Linked DNA regions of Hordeum vulgare: region 1 is linked to region 2. Evidence: chromatin contacts called from public Hi-C data. All regions are on one chromosome and are shown on one strand. The core of a region is the stretch at or near the end of the contact, and the rest is flanking DNA. Distances in the headings are between cores, read along the strand shown. Region 1 holds the start of LOC123443189. Region 2 holds the start of LOC123443188 (jasmonoyl--L-amino acid synthetase GH3.3-like).

The links. A called contact is a pair of places that touch in the nucleus more often than the background predicts.
Region 1: a Hi-C map of leaf shows a contact between it and region 2, with 6 times the contacts expected there. The contact joins the promoter of LOC123443189 here to the promoter of LOC123443188 in region 2. A contact is called at or near these places in 2 of 6 Hi-C or Micro-C datasets (leaf and seedling).

What each region holds. Positions count from the first base shown.
Region 1 is chr3H:119,615,961-119,620,654 of MorexV3_pseudomolecules_assembly, forward strand. LOC123443189 reads right to left here and starts at 3,378. Exons shown (of 3, transcript XM_045119485.1): 1 at 3,241-3,378; 2 at 2,992-3,143. The coding sequence starts at 3,340.
Region 2 is chr3H:119,334,477-119,338,834 of MorexV3_pseudomolecules_assembly, forward strand. LOC123443188 (jasmonoyl--L-amino acid synthetase GH3.3-like) reads right to left here and starts at 2,625. Exons shown (of 5, transcript XM_045119484.1): 1 at 2,236-2,625; 2 at 1,268-1,654; 3 at 1,055-1,156; 4 at 1-710. The coding sequence starts at 1,563.

The DNA.
Region 1 (4,694 bases), core at 2,128-4,627, 280 kb after region 2:
GAACATCCACCAAATGTAATCCACACATTTACAAGCTACCTACTTCCTAGGAAACATCATAACCGACTAAATAACACTTCACACATGTTAGTATAATAGCGAGTTAATTGACAGAAGGAATTACCTCAAATGCATTCAGAAATTACAAATACTGTACTTCTATCAAAATTTGCAGCCTCGGTGCAGTTATTTAACTGCAAATGCATTCAACTCAAAAAATCCTAGTCCAAATCAGATTTCAACATATGCCAGCCTCCTCTGTCGGGCTTCCACAGCACTGCCACGTGCCTTCGCCAGCCCACCATATGGCAAAACAGAAACTTTGTGGGTGTCAAGTCCTCTGACCAAGCCTCAACTGGCTCCAACCTTTGTCCGTTGGTGCTGCTATTTCATGTTGACTAGAGTAACCAGGTGAAACAAACAAGTACAAACTTGCTACCGGAATGTTAGTGCACTGGAATCTCCTTTCCAGGTTACCGTTTTTATCTACAAATTCCATTCTACCAGATTATTGGGGTTTCATGGAGCATGTTCAGTAAATCTGTTGGAACTTGGTAATGTTCTCTGTATTCGCCTGAATAACACATGTTACAATAGTGCCTGTTGTACTCCTGGTCCGGCAGTAACATTACTGTAAATGTTACTATAAACTATGCTTTTGTCAGACGTGGGGAAATGAAACCCAGTGAAAGGATCCTGTAATTTCATCAATCCACAGTACACCTATAATATTGTCAAGTATAACTATGTATGCTATAGGAAATATGTAGCTCTGTATGTTATTAATCCACGTGATGATAATGTTAAAGCAGTTGTTAAACTGTCTGCCCAAATCAAAAGTATGCTCTCTTCTAAAGTTCATAGACAGGATCATAGCTGTAAGGACTTAAGGCACCAATTCTGCAGTCATGGCTCCACAAGTTGTTGTGTCTATGGTAGTGCACTATGTGCGTTTGCTTCTTTTGATTGCTCAGAGTGAAGGTTCGAAAAGGGTACACGAGGAAATGATTAGAAGGGGGCTTCTATATGGTTACAGACGGATGAAAACGCCATACTTGTTTAGCACATTAACTTTCATCACTTGTTTCATCCTTCTGTCTAAACCAGATTAACTTTCATCATTTGTTACAAAGCAAAGCTACCGCCTTACTGATAGCTACCCCTACAATTTCTACAATTTTCTGGAGTCGGTGCCTGAAGGGTGCTGAAATGATTATTTAGACAAGTAGGATGGAAGCTAGAATTAATTGGTTCCTTTCGTACTTATTTAGCATGCATTTGTATTCGATGATCCATGTGAGCTTAGTTTTAGTTCTTTTCCCTCCAGTTTATACTTGCAATTGTTTAGAAGAATAAAAAGTCTGTACTCTAGGATGTGGTCTTTTGGATTTTAAATTAGCAGAAGTATGAGTGTTATGGTTTCTTAATGAATAAACATGGCCAATTATAGCTTTGACGAGAAGCTATAATTCTGCAAATACTCTGTTTTTTTACTAACAGCAACTGTTCTGGTTGTATGCTTCTATAGAGAATGTTGTCTAGATAACAAGTACATTATTGAAGGGTTTATTTGTAGAGATTCAGGGAGCTGCCGCAGTTCAATATTTATCAAATGCCCACGTAATTAAGTTCCTGATCAGAACCGTTCAATTCATTTATGCTGATAGATGTAGTAGTATGAACAATTGTTTTCGAGATCTGATACTTATTTTCTCAACATATTAGACTCATTGAGCCATTCTGCAGCTTATAAGAATAATAATACACAAAGAAACAAGTACTCCCTCCGTCCTAAAATAAGTGTCTCAACTTTGTACTAGCTCTAGTACAAAATTGTGTCCTAAGCTTGAGACAGTTATTTTGGGACGGAGGGAGTAGTTTGGTTTCCTCATCTTAGCCTATCAGATTGTCGCTCCAAGAGATGTTCTCAGAATTTCTTAACAAATTTGTTTCATGTTATGGGACAATGTGCTCAGCTTAGATACTCAACTAGATCGGTAACATTTTTTTCCCATTCAAACTTTTGCGTACGGTTAATTTAACATTCCGTAGTTGGCAAATCTTTATGCTTGCCTATTGTTGTAATCAGCGTGTGGAAGAATATGTCAACTAGTAGGCTTACTATTTGTCTATTTCACAAAGCTTTGGAAGCAAACTGGACCTCACTAAATAGAGCTGGGAAGTTTCTATTAGATGTCTGGTCTAGTAAAATGCTATCTAAAGCTGAATACGGTATTCAGATTAATTTCGTTTAGTTTACTTCTGCATCTCCTTCAATTATTATATTTCTGTAGGGTCATCTTTGAATCACCTTTTTCTCGGTCTTAAGTTAACTAAGAGTTTTGACATTGCAGTCCCAAAGAATTTTTCTAATTTTGTGGCAATTGTTCAGAAATGCTGGTTATTAGGACATCGCTATAGGATATGTCAGGGACTTCTGTTATGATAACTTTCATTTTATTAAACCCCAGAGAGGTCTTACGTGGTGGAATGTCGTCCAAGGAACCATCAAATGCTAATGAGTTCCACACAGGAATGACACTGAGTCAATAATGTGACGTCCGAGCTCCGGTTTACTCTGGCATTTGTATGTTATCCTAAATCATGCTATTGAACATCTTGATTGGTTCTTTCTGGATATGTGTGTGCCAATTTATATGCAATCATATGCCTAGAACATTGGACGGATCAAATATATTTTGAACAAATCTGCCAGACTTTCTCAAATCACTTCATCAAGATGGATGGGGGAGCGGCAATGCACACCTTCGTGTTCGTGCACATGAACCATCTAATACCAACCTGACCCGATGGCTGTTATCCAAGCGTCACAACATTGGAGAACAAAACCTAACCAAACCATACATTTAAACTACGAAATGCCCGAACAAACCGGGCGTAGCCAGCAAAACCACATCAAGCCTTCTGTGAAACTACAAAGGAGACTATAAAGTAAATCAAAGGAATGTCGTGAACAGGAAGGACACGTACATGCTTACAGGGGACGCCGAGCTTCTTGAGGCGTAGCGTGCGGGTCTCGAGCAGCCTCTGGAGATCGCCACCTACAGCCTCCTCCAGCTTCCCGGCGTGCGTCTCCACCCCCTTCCCGACCCCATTCAAGAACTCCACCACGCCAACCTTGGCTGCGCATAGGAATTCCAATCCACTTCACCACGACGAACGGCGAAGAAAGAACCACAAAGTTTACAGATCAGGAGGAAAGTAGCTAAAAGGGTGTACCTTGGTAGGGCTGGGCGTAGAAAGATCTCGCCCGAGCTCCGGCGCCGGAGTGGAGGAGGAGGAGGCGGCGCACATTAGATGCACAGGCCAAGGCCGCCATAGGGGAGACTAATGGATGGAATTTTTTTTAACAATCTACTGAGGGGTGGATCGTAGTCCACCCCATACCTGGCCAAATGGGCCGGTCCGGCACAGCCTGCTGTAAACGGCCCGCACCGGCACGTTTACTAAGGCAAATCCTATTTGACGCTGCAGGCGTCGGTTAAAATGCATTTTTCTTAACCGGGCCTGCAGCCGCATTTGGTCATGGGCGGCCATCGGAAGGGGGAGGTATTTCTGTTTTCTGAAGGTTCCGGAAGCTTCCTAGATGGGTTTTTTCATTTAGGTTTTTCAGGACTGGTTTTCTTTGATTTATCTTTTTTTCTTTTCTTTACTTTTTTCATTACTTTTTCATCTTCATTTTCATTTTTTCAGAAAAAACTGCCATTTTTGATTAATTTTTTTTCAAACGAACAAATATTTTTTCAAATCAATGAACCCTTTTCTGAATTTTATGAACTTTTTTATTAAAATTCTATGAACTTTTTTGAATATCGATGATTTTTTTCAAATTATGATGAACTTTTTTTAGATTTGGTGAACTTTTTTAAGATTTATGAACTTTTTTGTCAGTTCAACGAACATTTTAAAAACTTTTTTCAAATTCATGAACTAATTTTCAAAATCAGTGAACTTTTTTTAGATCACAGTGAGTTTTTTTAATTCGTGAACTTTTTGTTTCGAAATTTGTGAACCATTTTTTGCTTTATGAACCTTTTATGTTCAGTTTTATCTGCTTTTTTATTTTTATATAAAAAATCCACACTAAGACTGGGTCGGTCCGTTATGCGGTGCGTGTGGGTGCTGGTTTTCCTAGCTGGCGCTTAAGGCGCCGACTAGGAGTTCCCGTTTACTAATCGGGTCGTACCATGCCAGCCCGTGAGTTGCAACTCCAGGTTCAGATACGATCCGTTATTAAACGGGCAGTCATGTAGGTCCGATTAACACGTTGGACCATATATTTTCAGCTACATGGGCTTGTTTTTGGGCCTGCTGAACCATATTATATATATATATATACATACTAGCAAAATGGCCCGTGCGTTGCCACGGAAGAAAAAAACATAATCTCCAATGATGATGACCACATTACGTTCAAATATCATCGCTTGATTTAGAAATTTTGTGCACAAATGCAAAAAAATGTTTCTTCTTTTAAATTTAGTCACAAGTTGAAGCAATCTTTACATTTTCAAAAAATATATATCATGGTTGTCAAAAATCTTGGTAACTCAAAAATTTATTCTGAATTTCAAGATTTTTTTTAGAAAACATACAATAATAATCTGATCCATCCAACAGTTAATTTTTCAAAATTCACACACGTATATTGTCACAAAGACTTATAAGCATTA
Region 2 (4,358 bases), core at 1,375-3,874:
AGCCGGGCCTGAGGGGGATGAACTCGAAGTAGCCGATGTCGGGGAGCACGGTGAAGGTGGCGGACTCCGGCGGCACCGCCGGCTCCACGTTGGCGCCGATCCACCCCTCGGACGCGCCGTACTCGGCGGCGACCAGCGGGAGGCCCCCCGCGTAGTGCCGGAGCTTCTTCACGTAGTGCTCCATGGATCCCGTCATGATGCCGTACACGTACTTGGCGTTGGGCCACAGCGCCGGGATCACCCCGTACCAGTTGCTCAGGCCGGCGCACTTGCGCGCCACGGCGTCGGCGAGCTCGGGGTTCGGCCCGGCAAGGAGCGCCGACACGGCCTGCCGGACGGCCGGTGAGGTGACGCGCGTCGGCGACAGGGCGCCGCGGCGGATGTCCGCGCAGAGCTCCTCCCACACCCGCTCGAAGGTCTGGAAGGCGACCACGACGCTGTGCGCGAAGGTGGCCGACACCATCTGCACCTGGCCGGCGGAGAGCAGGCCGCAGAGGAGGTGGCAGTAGAGCGACTGCGCGAAGTCGGCGCCGAAGATTACCTCGTCGGGGCTGCAGCACTGCGACTGCACCACGCGCATCGTCGCCTTGAACTCCTCGCTGCGGTACACGTTGGTCGTCGCCGTCGTGGCCGTCAGCCCGCCCTTGGTCGTGAACTGCCGGCTGCTGTAGATGAACTGCAGCGCCTTGCCGTCCTCAACGGGGAACTCCCTGCCGTTAAGCGGTCAGCATAAGCACCTCGTTAATGGAGGTCACCAACCGAAAAACCTTCACTAAAACTAGAACGAGAATGACAGGCCGTCGGTACAAGAGGAAGAAAGGGAGGTTGCAGTCGTACGTTAGGCTTATCGCGTCGATCACAGACTTAATTCTAACTGGTTATGCAACTGATTACTCCATTTCAACTCACAGATCGATCCATACTGTTGGTTCACGTGAGATGTATAGATTGAGAAAACAGGCGAATTATGGCGGAGGACGACTCCCCGGATCGAGGCCGGGCACCAGAAGCGAGAAACTAACCCAACGAAATCTGGGCGGGATTTGCTCTGTACCTGTTCCTGAAAGCGTAGGAGGTCCGGTATATCTGCATCGTGGACTTGACAAGCTCCTCGTTGAACAGCAGGTACTTGCGCTTCCCCTGCGTCGTGCCGGAGCTGCAACACCAAGAAGCATCACCATGATCAATCCTTGAGGAGAGCTTGTATAAAGAGGAGCTAAGCCGTAGGGTAGGAGCCTTGATTGGCAAGTGGCAAGGAGCGACCAACCTTAGCGAGATGGAGGTGACGGGCTTGCCGGTGAGGATGGGCGTGGCGTCGCCGTCGACGATGCGGTCAATGTAGGGCTCAAGGTCGGCGTGCGTGGCGAGCGGCACGCACTCCTTGAAGCTGGCGGGGTCGGTGCGGCCGGCGAGGCCCAGCCGCTGCAGGTACTCGGTGGCGCCATTCTCGGCAAGGATCCGCCGCAGCGTCTCCTGCTGCACAATGTCGGCGTCACGTGTCAGCCGCTCGAACTCGGCGATCACCATCTCGCCGCTGAACTCGCCGGCCTTCTTCTCCAACATCTTGCTGCTGCTCGCGGAATCGAATCACCACCACTGATGGAGTGATGCTCTCTACCTCAGTTGGGTTCCAGTTCCAACCTGCTGCGAGCCGCTACAACCAAAACAACAACAGGAAGAAGAGCCGAAACCAAGTCAAAAACATGGAGGAGTGGGGCTAAGTTTCGACTGTTGAAGAAGAAGAAGGTGACGTCAGCGATGGAGATTTTTTGTCTCCGGCATCGCTCGTGTCCTCTTTTGGATAAAAAGCTCGAGCAGGACAAAAAATTGACAGCGGGACTTTTCTTTGCCTCTTCGACGAAACAAAACGAAACAGCAAGGGGGCAAACGAGAGGAGAGGATCGTGAGAAGAGAGCGCCGGAAACAGTGGCCACAGGTCTGCCGGTGTGCTCCTCGCTGTCCGTGAGGTGAAACTAAGACCGAGGCCTCGAACTCTGCTCGCTAAATCAGTCCAGCCCAGAGACAAAGATCCAACAATCCTCTCTATTCTTCCGCTTATTTTATCTATCTATCTATCTCTCTCACGCAAAATGATGAGAGGAGTCTGCGGAGACGAGACGAGCTGCGGGGAAGGAGCCAAGAGCAGAGCAGAGCGGAGCAAAGGGACGACGCAAGAGACAAAGAACAGCTGGGGAAGCCGAGAAAGAAAACACGAGCTGGAGCCCGCCCACTCACCTCGGGGCGTCCGCCGCGGGGCCGGGAAGACGACGGCGGCTAGTCGCGCCGCGGCAACGGACAAAGCACGGCGCGGGGAGGAGGCGAGGCGCCCGCGTCTCCGTCCTTTTGCCCCTCCGCTCAAACACCTAGGCGCGAGGAGAGGAGAGGACACACACACGGAGCGGGCAGCGCGCAGTGCGGAGTGGAGAGTACGGCGAGGAGTAGGGGACGCGAGTGGCATATATACACACACGCGCTCGATCGACCTCGACGGAGTGAAACCTGTGTCTCGTCTGTGTGCGAGCGGGACTGGGGGAGTGGCGGTGTGCTACAGAGGAACCAGTGATTTTTTGCCATGGGTTATCGTTGACGGGACATGATCGCCTTTTCTTCTTCCTGTGGCATGACACGACGGGGCTGCAGTAAGAGCAACCCCAACCAAGCGGTCCAGACACGACGGGGCTGCAGTAAGAGCAACTCCAACCAAGCGGTCCAAACGGATGCGTTTTTTTGTCCGTGTTTTACCTGTTTGGCTCGACATGTTAATCTTTTTCATTTATATTGATTGTGTGCTTTTTTTTTTCGTGTTTTATCTGTTTGGCTCGACATGTCAATCTTTTTTATTTAGATCGATCGTGTGTCTAACGCCTCAATCCATTTTTGTAGTTTTTCTAAATTTTTATTAGATATGTTATAAATTAAAATATAGCTAAACATTTGTTTGAAATACATTTAAAAGTTTAAATTGAATAAATATCTTATAGTTTACAAGATAAATAAAAAATTAAATAGTTTTAAATACATCTAAAAGAAAATGTTGTCGATACATCTATTGGTTGGCGACATGAATTCACATATGCTCAACCAAATCATTTTTCAGCTCCATGTGAGTTTTCAATCACACATTTTATGATGAAACTCGACGAACTGTGCAAAGGTTGTCCCTTCAACATGCTCAGGCACAACATTGTCATGGTGAAACTGAAACCCTTGATCACACAGATATTCTGGACGCTCATCCTCTACTATCATGTTGTGCATGATCACACAGGGTGTCATCACCTCCCACAACTTTTTGGTGCTGCAAGTACCGGCGAGATACCGAACGATGCCCCATCGAAATTGAAGAACACTAAAAGCACACTCTACATCTTTGCGAGCACTCTCTTGCTCTTGGGATAATCTCTTTATCTTCTCTTTTGTAGGGTTGGAGATTGTCTTCACAAGAATAGATCATTACAGATAGATATCGTGAGCTAGATAGTATCCATTGGTGTATTGGTGGCCACCGACCTCAACATTGACCTCCGGGCAATTGCCTTCTGTCATCCTAGCAAACATAGGAGAGCGCCGGAGCACATTGATATCGTTGTGTGATCGGGCTATGTCGAAGAAAGAGTGTCAAATCCAAAGATTTTGGGAAGCCACGGCCTCAAGTGTGGCAGTGCAAGCTCGCACATGGCCCTTATACTAGTTGTGCCAAGAGGAAGGGCATTTTTTCACTTCCAGTGCATACAGTCTATGCTACCAAGCATCCCCGGGAACCCCCTGCTAGCATTCACTGCCAGCAACCGTGCTATATCAGCAACAATTGTCTCTCTCAAGTACTAGGACCCAAACACAACTATGACGGCTTTGCAAAACCTATACATGGACTCGAGGCATGTGGATTCACTTATTCAGACATACTCATCAAGGAGATCACCAAAAACTCCATATGCAAGCATTCAAATGGCAGCAATGCATTTTTGATAAGAGGAGAAGCCAATCTTTCCAAGGCAGTCTGTGACCGCCCGAGACCGATGCTCCAGAAGGTTCCCCTTTTATTCTGTTGCTGCCGTGTGATTATTTTATTTGTCGCATCATCATCGCATCATGCGCATCATCTGCATTGCATCGGCATCCCGCTGCTGTCAGTTTTCAAAACTTTCATCCGTTATTAGTTGCAGGTTCTCTCCGCGTTCGTCGTTGCCCGTTTTGAGCCCAACCACAGACGCACGCGCCTATGGCATCGTTTAAATCTTGTTTTTAAAAGTGTGAATAAAACTTTCTATGATTTGGTTGAAACTTGGCGTGCGGTCTTATTTAGTTGTAGGTAGGCCGCCTGCCAATTTTCGTCGCAATCGGAGTCTGACTGGTAC